2 separate regions of the Mus musculus genome follow, and region 2 is linked to region 1. A link is a contact called in public HiChIP or PLAC-seq data. All regions are on one chromosome and are shown on one strand. Each heading gives the region's core, a stretch centred on a gene start, on an enhancer-like site or on the middle of the called end of the contact. The rest is flanking DNA. Distances are from core to core; before and after follow the strand shown.

Region 1 (4,714 bases), core at 29-2,528:
AAACTCCACTCTGTCATCAGCTGTGTAGAAATGTAATGTTTGTATTTCTATGTATTAATTTTTAATTACATGAAAATGTACGTGGGGGACCCTGGAGGAAGTAGGGACAGCTGAGAAAAACAGATGCCGGGTTAGGATAAACAGTCCTGAGAAAAGGAAGAGCAACATTGTTCTCCAGAGAGCCAGCCTCCCTTTGATGCAGCCAGACCACCCGCGTGGATGCAGGCTTGGGTAAAACTGGCACTCTGGAAATGGTGATTAGAAATGAGAGTGTTCAAGCCATGAGGGCACCCGCCTCGACTTCTTGGGTTTCTAAGTAGATGGTTCTCTTGGACCGAAGGGCGAGAGGTTGAAAACAGCTTAGGGGATTGTAGGAGAGGAGACCACATGGCTGAAAGGGGGGGAGGGGGGCAGAGAAGCTACTGATGAGCAGCAAAAACAGAGATAGGCAAAGCTGAGCAGTTCAGGAATAAGCTAATATCCATCGCTGAGCTGCTTCCTAGGGGTGATGTGCTAGGACACGGATGTGCACAGATGAGAGTCAGGCACGAGGTTCAGCAGAGTGATGGATGACTGAGCAGTGAGCTCGAGAGCCTGGCTGTCACACCACAGCCAGCAGTGTGACCTTGAACAAGATGCTCCACCTGTAAAGTGGAGACCGTGAATATCTACCCCCCGTGGCTGTGCTGAGGTACACGCAAGACTGTTTCATTAGACATGTGTGATGGACAGCGTTCCATGACCACTAGCAATTTTTCTGTCTGGAGGATTAGTGCTCAGTATAGAAGTTTCTTCCTAATGCTGCGACCCTTTAATACAGTTCCTAATGTTGTGGTCATTGCTACATCATGACTGTAAGTTTGCTACTATTTGGAATTGTAATGTAAATATCTGTTATGCAGGACATCTGATATGTGACACCTGTGGGGGTCGAAATCCACAGGTTGAGAACCTCTGGCTTTGTATCATTTCTTCCTTTTCCAAAGTTATTTACAGTTTGATTAGAGCCATTGACCACTAAGTCAGTGGTTACAATGTAGCGTGACGAGTGCCACTCACTAGCTTACTGATTCTGTCATTTTATTTCATTCAGAAAATAATAAGGCAAAGCTGGGTGTGGCAGCCCTGTCCCTGTCATTCCAGCGCCTGGGAGGCTGAGGCAAGAGGGTTACTGCCAGTTGGAAGCTGGCCTAGGTTATTTATACCAAGACCTGGTCTCAGCCCTATCCCGCCCCTCAAAAAGTTTAGCAAACTAACAAAACGCAGATCTACTAGTGAGACAGGAAGGGGTGCCAGATCATGACTGAAAACGAAAGGAGGATCTTTCTGTGGTTTTCTATTTAAAGACCAGGTGCCTCTTTTTCTTTTTCTTTCTTTTTTTTTTTTATACTGCTCTGGGTGTGTCTGAATTTTCAGGGTGTTCTTATCTGCCCTGCTTTGATTCTGTGACGTACAGTTGCCCTTTCCTGATTCAACTAAGCTGAACTGGACCTGTCTCTTAATTTTCTGTATGCTGTGCATTAACTAAGTTTCATGCTTCATCCTACATCCAAAATAATGTCTCAAAAATAAAGATCTGGCCAGGCGTGGTGGCACACACCTTTAATCCCAGCGCTTGGGAGGCCTAGGCAGGTAGTTCTCTGTAAGTTTGAGGGCAGCCTGGTCTACATAGAGAGCTCTAGGACAGCCAAGACTACACAGAGAGACCATCTCTACAGCAGAAAGGTCTGGTGATGTTTTTCCATGCGAGAACCTTTCTCTGGTTTCTTATTGGTAAGAGGATAAAGTCTGAAACTCTTAACCTGTCCCTTGCCCTACCTGACTGTCCCGTAGTCAGGGTTTCTATTCCTGCACAAACATCGTGACCAAGAAGCAGTAGGGGAGGAAAGGGTTTATTCGGCTTACACTTCCATACTGCTGTTCATCACTAAAGGAAGTCAGGACTGGAACTCAAGCAGGTCATAAAACAGGAGCTGATGCAGAGGCCATGGAGGGATGTTCTTTACTGGCTTGCTTCCCCTGGCTTACTCAGCCTGCTTTCTTATAGAACCCAAGACTACCAGCCCAGAGATGGCCCCACCCACAAGGGGCCTTTCCCCCTTGATCACTAATTGAGAAAATGCCTTACAGCTGGATCTCATGGAGGCATTTCCTCAACTGAAGCTCCTTTCTCTGTGATAACCCTAGCCTGTGTCAAGTTGACACAAAACCAGCCAGAAAACTGACTCTCCCCATGGCTCACTGGAAGACTCCCCCTTTTCTCTACTTCTTCTCCCGGAGACTGCCCAGCGTTGTAATCTCCAGGCCTCCACAGTACCTCTTCATTCAGCACACACTCCCTGGGGCTTCATACTTGCCAGAGCGTTCCTACCGGATGAGAAGCCAAGATCAAAGTCATGAAATTCTTTGGGAATTTTTAATCCACACGAAAAGTCAGACAGTCAACAGAGTGAAATGGCAGATGGGAAAAATATGAAAGAAGGTGCTGGAGAGATGGCTCAGCGGTTCAGAACACTGGCTGCTTCCAGGAGACTCAGAGTCAATTCTCAGCAACCACACGGTGACTCACAACCATCTGTAACTCCCAAGTCTCAGGGGGTCCAGACCCCTCTTATGATCTCCTGGGACACCAGCCACACTTACATATGTGTAGACTAAACACTCCTACACATAAATAAACAACATTAATCTTGAAGAAAGAATGTAAGAGAAGAGTAGAGCAGGGGATTGGGCTGTGGGGGTGTCAGGGGTGTTTCCATTCAGACAGCAAGAAGATCCCATGACTTGGCATTGTCTGAAAAAAGACCTCAGAGAAACAAGGGAGGAGGTAGGGCAGGCATTCAGAGGCGAGGCACCGTAGTGGTACGCAGTGCCCGGGAGGGGTATGAGCGAGTACACAGTGAGCTAAGAGGGGGCTGGACGTGAAGGAGAGAAGCGAGCACGTCTGTCCTTGCTTCCATACTATCTTCTAAACCCAGACTGACCTCAGCCTGAGCACCCACATCCATGTGCAGCTTCACTAAAGATGTCAGGTTCTCTCCCACATAAGCATCACTGAATGGAACAGTTTTTAGACCTGAAATTACAGAGACTGCTCATGGCAAGGCACAATCCCATGTAATTTTTGTATGATTATTGCTCAGACAGCTTTTAGAATGAGAGCCAAATACTGGCCCCTTTAGGATGCCGTTTCATCGCTCCTCTGCACCTTCTGCCTTTTCTTCCCTCTTCCTCATTCCCCTGCCCACCCTCCAGCTGACTCCCTTTTCCGTTTTCATCCCCACGGCCTTATTTCTGGACTACGCCTTTCCAATGTGCACACAGGTCACTGGCTGGAATGTTTGCTCTGGGCCAAGTCTTTGTGATGTCTCTCAAGTCTCCTGTAAATCTTTTCACCCTGACCCTTGAACTGTTATGACTACTCCTGTGTGTTACTCCCCATTTCTCTAAATATCCACCACATTATAACTGACTATGATTTGTTCTGTTTACTGTCAGTTTCTTGACGTTAGAATACAGGTGTCATTAGCTCAGGGTTGTCCTGTTGGTAGGTAGTTTCAAGGGGCCAGTTTGCTTCTTGGCTCACTGAATTGGTGATCAGTTTTTTTGTGTGTGCTTGTCTGGTGAGGCTGGCCAGGTGCAAGGATAACAGGACTGTCGCTCTGTGCACAGCAGTGAACAGCTCGGAGGATGGCTAAGTCAACAACTTCATGGAGGATGTGCTTGCTTCATAGACACACACAGATGGATATCAAGTCTACTTGGTTGCCCACATTTTTGTCTTGGTCGAGCAGGAAGTTCACTGAGAAGAGTCACCAAGCCAACTGCTTGGAAGGACATGTGAGCAGCAGAACACTAGAAATCTTAATGATGAGCTTGTGACCCATCGCTATGATATCATTTTCTTAGGCTTTCTGGCTGTCTTCTCTCCCGAGCAAAGCTTTCCTCTGACCACGACTCTGCCTCCAGGGCACTTGCCTTCAACTTAATTTTACCCATGGTTATGAGGGTTGCTCCAGCGTTCCCTTTATCTGAGTGCATATTTAGAACCCTTGTCTGGAGAATAGTAAAGATTCAGTTTCACTTTAAAGCCTTCAGGCTGAATACAGTGTTGACATGTTTCTTATTTTTAACTTCCTTATCAATTTGAGTCATTGACTACAAATAGTAGATGTTGTTATTTGTTGGATTTAGAGCCTGAGACAGGAGACTTAACTCTCTCTAGGTCTGTGTATTCATCTGATCATGAGTCCTACACAGAAAGCTGTTGTAATAGGATGATGTGCTCTGGGCAGGGCTAAGCCTGTTAGCTAGCTCAGCAGTGCAGCTGTTGCCTCTGGTGTTAGCTGCTGCTGCTAAAGTTGACAGACTCTATCCAGGTGAAGCTCGGGGTTGGGGTGGGGGCTGGAGGGGGTACAGACAGGGCTGTGTAGCTCCCAGTCTCTCTAATTTGGTGTTGGGGACCTAGATGATCAACAAGAATCTCTCAACACCACCTGTGTGCTGGTGGGGTTTTTTTTTTTTTTTTCTTTTTTAATGATTTTCAAAGAGGCCTAAGGGCCAGAACATGGTGGTTACAAGCATATTGGTTAATATAGATTGTAAGGCAATGACCCCCAGTTCCTGTAAAAAGCTAGGATTTGTTTAAGTCATGTCAATATGTATTCCGGTTCCATGTTCATAGATTTATTCTCATTTCTTAAGAGGTTGTTTG
Region 2 (5,337 bases), core at 2,163-4,662, 180 kb after region 1:
GGGGGGCATCCGTTTGTTCTTTACTTTTTTATGCATATAAATACATGAAAATGGTTTTATAAGGAGTCCTTACTTTGTGGCTCAGTAGGTAAAGGTTTCTCCTGACAACCTGCGTTTGATCCCCATGACCTACGTGGTAGAAGGAGAGAACAGACTCCCGAGGGTTGTCACTTTACCTTCACAAAGTACAAGTACACATATAGGCACACATGTGCATGTGCACATACAAAGACATGGCAGGGGAGAGTGAGAGCGAGAGGAAGAGGGAGAAACCCTAAACTTCGTCTACAGATGACAAGATGGGCAAGGGTGCTTGCTGCCAAGGGTGAAAACCTAAGTTCTATCTACAGAACTCACATGGTAAAAGGACAGAACCATTTCTACAAGTTGTTCTGTGACCTACAAGTACACTCTCACACACACATAATACACACACAGACCACACACACACACACACACATCACACACATCATACATACTGTCTTAGTTAGGGTTTTACTGCTGTGAACAGACACCTTGACCAAGGCAAGTCTTATAAAAAACAACATTTAATTGGGGCTGGCTTACAGGTTCAGAGGTTTAGTTCATTATCATCAAGGTGAAAGCATGGCAGCATCCAGGCTATCATGGCGCAGGCAGAGCTGAGAGTTCTAAGTCTTCATCCAAAGGCTGCTAGTGGAAGACTGACTTCCAGGCAACTAGGGTGAGGATCTTATACCCATACCCACAGTGACACACCTATTCCAACCAGGCCACACCTCCAGATGGTGCCCCTCCCTGATCTGAGAATATACAAACCATCACACATACATACAAACACACACACACAAACACACACATACACCACACACATACACCACACACATACACATCACACATACAATACATACCACACACCACCACACACCATACACACAAACTCACACACAAACACACACATACACCACACACACACACACACATACACCACACACACAAACTCGCACACAAACTCACACACATCACACACATACACCACACACACATATACAACACATCACAGACATCATACACACACACAAAGACACACATACACCACTACACATACACCACATACATACACATCACACACAATACACACCACAATCACACACACAAACTCACAAACACACACATACACCACACACACATCACACACAAACTCACACACACATCAGACACATCATACACACAAACACACACATATACACATCACACACACACACACACACACACACACATACACACACGCAAGTGATGTAGAATGTCGAATGTCTTCTCCCCCCTCCCGCAAGTAAATAAATAAATGTAATATATTTTTTTTTAATTTTAAGAACCCTGCTTTAGGAAACTTACTAGTAGTTCAGAGCTTTGAAAGCAAACAGGTCTTTATTAAGATCAACTTTAAAGGCACAAGGGGTTCTTCGGATTTTCTTGCACCCACTGCCTGTGTTGTCCTCTCAGGAGCTGGTATGAATGCCTGTCACCTCTACAGCACACGTCACACCTTAGTTCTCTGCTAGTACCCTGCTGCCTACTACCACAGCAGCTTCCACTCCGAGTACTCAGTGCAGACCTAGCAACAAATGCAAATGCTCGCTCAGGAAGTGGCTGTCCTTGAGTCAGAAAGGGAGGGAGAGACGCGGTGGCAATAACATTCCTCTTCTCCATGCTGGCTAGTACGCCAAGAAGACTTTTACTTCTTTTCCAGAAAGATTCAGACATTGAGAATCTGATAAGAACCCTCTATAAAAATAACAATCCAGAAAAATAGAGATATGTATAAAATCATGCAAATTAGAGATTTATCTTAAAAATCTAACCCTTGTTACTGTTGTAATTCCCAGTGTGACCTGTAATTGAAGACAGAGACGATAGTATGTATGTAACTGCAGACAACTTTGAACATGCAAGCCAAGCACCCATCATGAGCCCTGCCTCACTTACCAGCAGCACCGTCCCTCACTGCTCCTCCTGGATCATGTCCTGTTGACCGTGAGGGAGCCCATCTCCTGCTTCCAAGCACCGTAGCGGAACAGGAACAAGGAACATGAAGAGTCTTGGGAGGGCAAGCTGCTGAATGTATACCAGCCTAGAGAAGACAGAGTTTGCAAATAAGATCAGGGCATCTATACTTATTCCTAAAGGTACACTCTGCTGTTCTAATTACATGGCTGAGTGTTTAAAAAAAAATTAAGGTTAAAACATTTTTGTCAAAGCAGTAACACCTTCAAATGTCCCAATAAAAATCCCGTCTGTGTGGAGCACTTTGCGACACGCAAGAACCAACAAGTCAATCCTGGCGATGGTCAAGTAGGTTCCATACAGTTCCACTGGCGTCCTTATTTTATCTGTTGGGCTCAGTGCCCGAAGACTGGGCTGTCAGAGCAGCATCTCGGTGCTAGGATGAGCCCTTCACCCGGACTCTGATCTGAAGTCTCTGGTAGGACTTTGTCCCCAATGATTCTATGGAAGGCAGAGTTGAAGACCAGTCATTTAAGCCTTAGTAATTACTGAATGGAGCGCGAGGTTAACTCTGTATACACCATGAGACGGCAGTGTGCGGCTGCTAAGGAAAGAAGGCCTGGTGGTCCCTCTGCTCTGAAGCGTTCATTTTCTCTAATACTCATTTTCAAATAAAGATTTGGATTTATTTATCTTATGTATATAAGTACACTGCAGCTGTACAGATGGTTCTGAGCCACCATGTGATTGCTGGGAATTGAACTCGGGACCTCTGCTTGCTCCGGCCCTGTGATTTATTGATTATTATATATCTAAGTACACTGTAGCTGTCTTCTGACACACCAGAAGAGGGCGTCAGACCTCATTATGGATGGTTGTGAGCCACCATGTGGTTGCTGGGATTTGAACTCAGGACCTTCGGAAGAGCAGTCAGTGCTCTTAACTGCTGAGCCATCTCTCCAGCCCATCTAATATGCATTCTTAAAAGATTACCTGAAAAGAAAAATACACTGAAAACAACAGAACCTACTCCACCAAAGACACAGTGAAAGTCTTGAGTGTTAGAAAATTTAGAGTTCTACGGTAGGGTGGAGTTACTTGAGAGAGAAATGGGGCTCCCAGTCTTCTACAACCTTTCCAACACGTGTTGTGGTACATTCTTTTAATTATATTCACCCTCATGAGTGGTGAATGGTGAAAAGTGCTCTGAATAATGAAGGGTAAGACATTCAGTACTATATAGCTATGCATGGGGTGATTGAGTGTGAAAACAAGTAGTCTGAAATTGAGTCTGAATCGAAAGGAAATGACTAGCTGGGGAACTTCTAATAATACATAAACACCAAGTTCAGTGACATCCTAGGTGTGTAGAGAAAAAAGAATGACTCAGTGACAGTAACAAAGCTTTGGGTTTGAGTGACAGGATCGGTGGTGACATCACCAAATAAATGCATCATGGTTCCGGAAAGGAGAGCTGAGAGAAGACACAGACTTCATCTTAACACACTTGGGGATATCTAGGAATTTCCAATAAATAAAGATGGAATTTAGGATCTTTCTCTCTTCTCTTTCCCTCGCTACCTTAACCCCATTCTCCACCCCCCACCCCCTATTTTCAAAGAAATTTGGGTAGGATCATGTGATGGTTTGTATATGCTCAGCACAGGGAGTGGCACTATTAGAAGGTAAGGCCCTATTGGAGTAGGTGCGGCCTTGTTAGAATAGGCGTGTCGCTGTGGGTGAGGACTTTAAGACCCGAATCCTAGTTTCCTGGAAGTGATTATTCTGCTAGCAGCCTTCAGATAAAAATGTAGAACTCTCAGCTCTTCCTGCACCATGCTTGCCTGGATCCTGCCATGCTCCCACCTTGGTGATAATGGGTTGAACCCTGAACCTGTAAGCAGTCCCAATTAAATGTTGTCCTTATAAGAGTTGCCATGGTCATGGTGTCTGTTCACAGCAGTAAAACCCTAACTAAGACAGATTAAAAGAGGGTCATTGTCATTTCCTGACACACTTACTTGAGATCTCTCCAGCTGAGTTCAGCCACTTACAGACAGAACACGAAAGAAGGCAAGGGGGATTCTGCCTTCTTGTTTTTTTGTTTAAAATTTAAAATAGTAAAACTATACTAAATATTACCAGGCCTCCAATTGTAAACTTCTTGAGGTGGAATACTTCTTTGTACACCATGGGGCTCTGGTGCCCTCTACTCTCAGATGGACGGAAGAGCGTGTTCAAAGAGTCTTCCCTCTAAGGCCTGGCACAGGTTCAGGAGTCCTAGAGGGCCGAGTGTTGCTACAGCTTGTTATCTGGTTGGCTGGGATTCCAGCTGGCAAACTGTCAAAGAGAGCTATGAGGTTCCAGTTTTCCATGCCCCAAACAATGTCTCAGCACACAACTTACACGGCTAACAACGGAACTACTAGCAACTGTATTCTATAACGTGCAATTGTTCTGAAACTAATGTAGTTCCTAGACAGATTTTTCTCCTTGAATTGAAATCTACTCTAATTTTATTCTTATTAGTTATTCGCTGTTTTAAAAACAGATTTTCTAGGAGATAAAATTTTAAATAAGTTAAAAAGCTATGATCAAACCAGCGTTTTAAAACAGATTTTCTGCTATATTTTCTAAAAGGTAAAATTAAAATAGTAAATTAAAAAGCTATGATCTACTGAAGGCCTTTGGACTCATTTAGGTTCAACACAGTGTCTCCTGTAGGTAGGTGGCAGAGTCCCAGAGCCTCTACTAGGATCAACCATGTTATTGTGTCAGAGCCTATTTCAAACCTTACAAGTGCATTTTCTTTCCTTTCTTCCTTTTTCTTATGTATGGGAGGTGTGTGTGCACGTGCGTGTGTGTGTGTGTGTGTGTGTGTGTGTGTGTATGTGTGTGTGTGTGTATATACACATCAACCTTCATTGCTCTCCATGCAGTGAAGCAGGATCTCCCACTGAACCAGCAGCTCTGCAAATCTAGCTAGCCAGCTTGCCCTGAGGATCCCTGCGTCTCCGGTGCTGGAATTCCAGGAAGCTTCTAGCTTTTATATGGATTTGGGGAGTCCTCCCACTTGTGCAGTAAGCATTTCATCCACCAAGCCATGTCTCCAGCCAAAGCAGGCCTTTAACAAAGAAAAAGAAATCTCTAAAAGCCAGTCACTCAAACTATACATACATACAAGTAATGTACACTGTGAATAACATCTTTCTATTGAAATTCTTTATTATTTTATTTTAAGGCACTGCCTCATTCTATATCCCAGGCTGGCCTGGAACTTACTATGCGGGTCAGGCTTGCCTTGATCGCCCTTCTTCAGCCTCCTGAGTACTGGGATTCCCAACATAAGCCACC

The links. HiChIP or PLAC-seq counts read pairs in DNA pulled down with a chosen protein or histone mark.
Region 2: a contact with region 1 is called in a BATF HiChIP or PLAC-seq map of CD8 T cells, with 13 read pairs. The contact joins two enhancer-like sites. A contact is called at or near these places in 4 of 484 Hi-C or Micro-C datasets (CD8 T cells, Th1 cells, cardiomyocytes and 1 more), 9 of 115 datasets of contacts at active chromatin or transcription factors (CD8 T cells, effector CD8 T cells, embryonic stem cells and 3 more) and 2 of 9 other capture datasets (adipose tissue and liver).

The regions. Positions count from the first base shown.
Region 1 is chr3:133,331,158-133,335,871 of GRCm38.p6, forward strand. All of the region lies in intron 5 of Ppa2 (pyrophosphatase (inorganic) 2), which reads left to right. Among named protein-coding and RNA genes, the nearest start is that of Ppa2, 23 kb to the left of the region's middle. Within about 2 kb of position 1,279, at least 76 of the 459 cell types and tissues checked have an H3K27ac peak or open chromatin away from gene starts, as enhancers often do. A contact at or near this core is called in CD8 T cells, Th1 cells and thymic regulatory T cells, where this site is marked.
Region 2 is chr3:133,512,064-133,517,400 of GRCm38.p6, forward strand. It overlaps Tet2 (tet methylcytosine dioxygenase 2), which reads right to left. Exons shown (of 11, transcript NM_001040400.2): 2 at 1,966-2,110. Among named protein-coding and RNA genes, the nearest start is that of Tet2, 30 kb to the right of the region's middle. Within about 2 kb of position 3,413, at least 42 of the 459 cell types and tissues checked have an H3K27ac peak or open chromatin away from gene starts, as enhancers often do. A contact at or near this core is called in CD8 T cells, Th1 cells and thymic regulatory T cells, where this site is marked.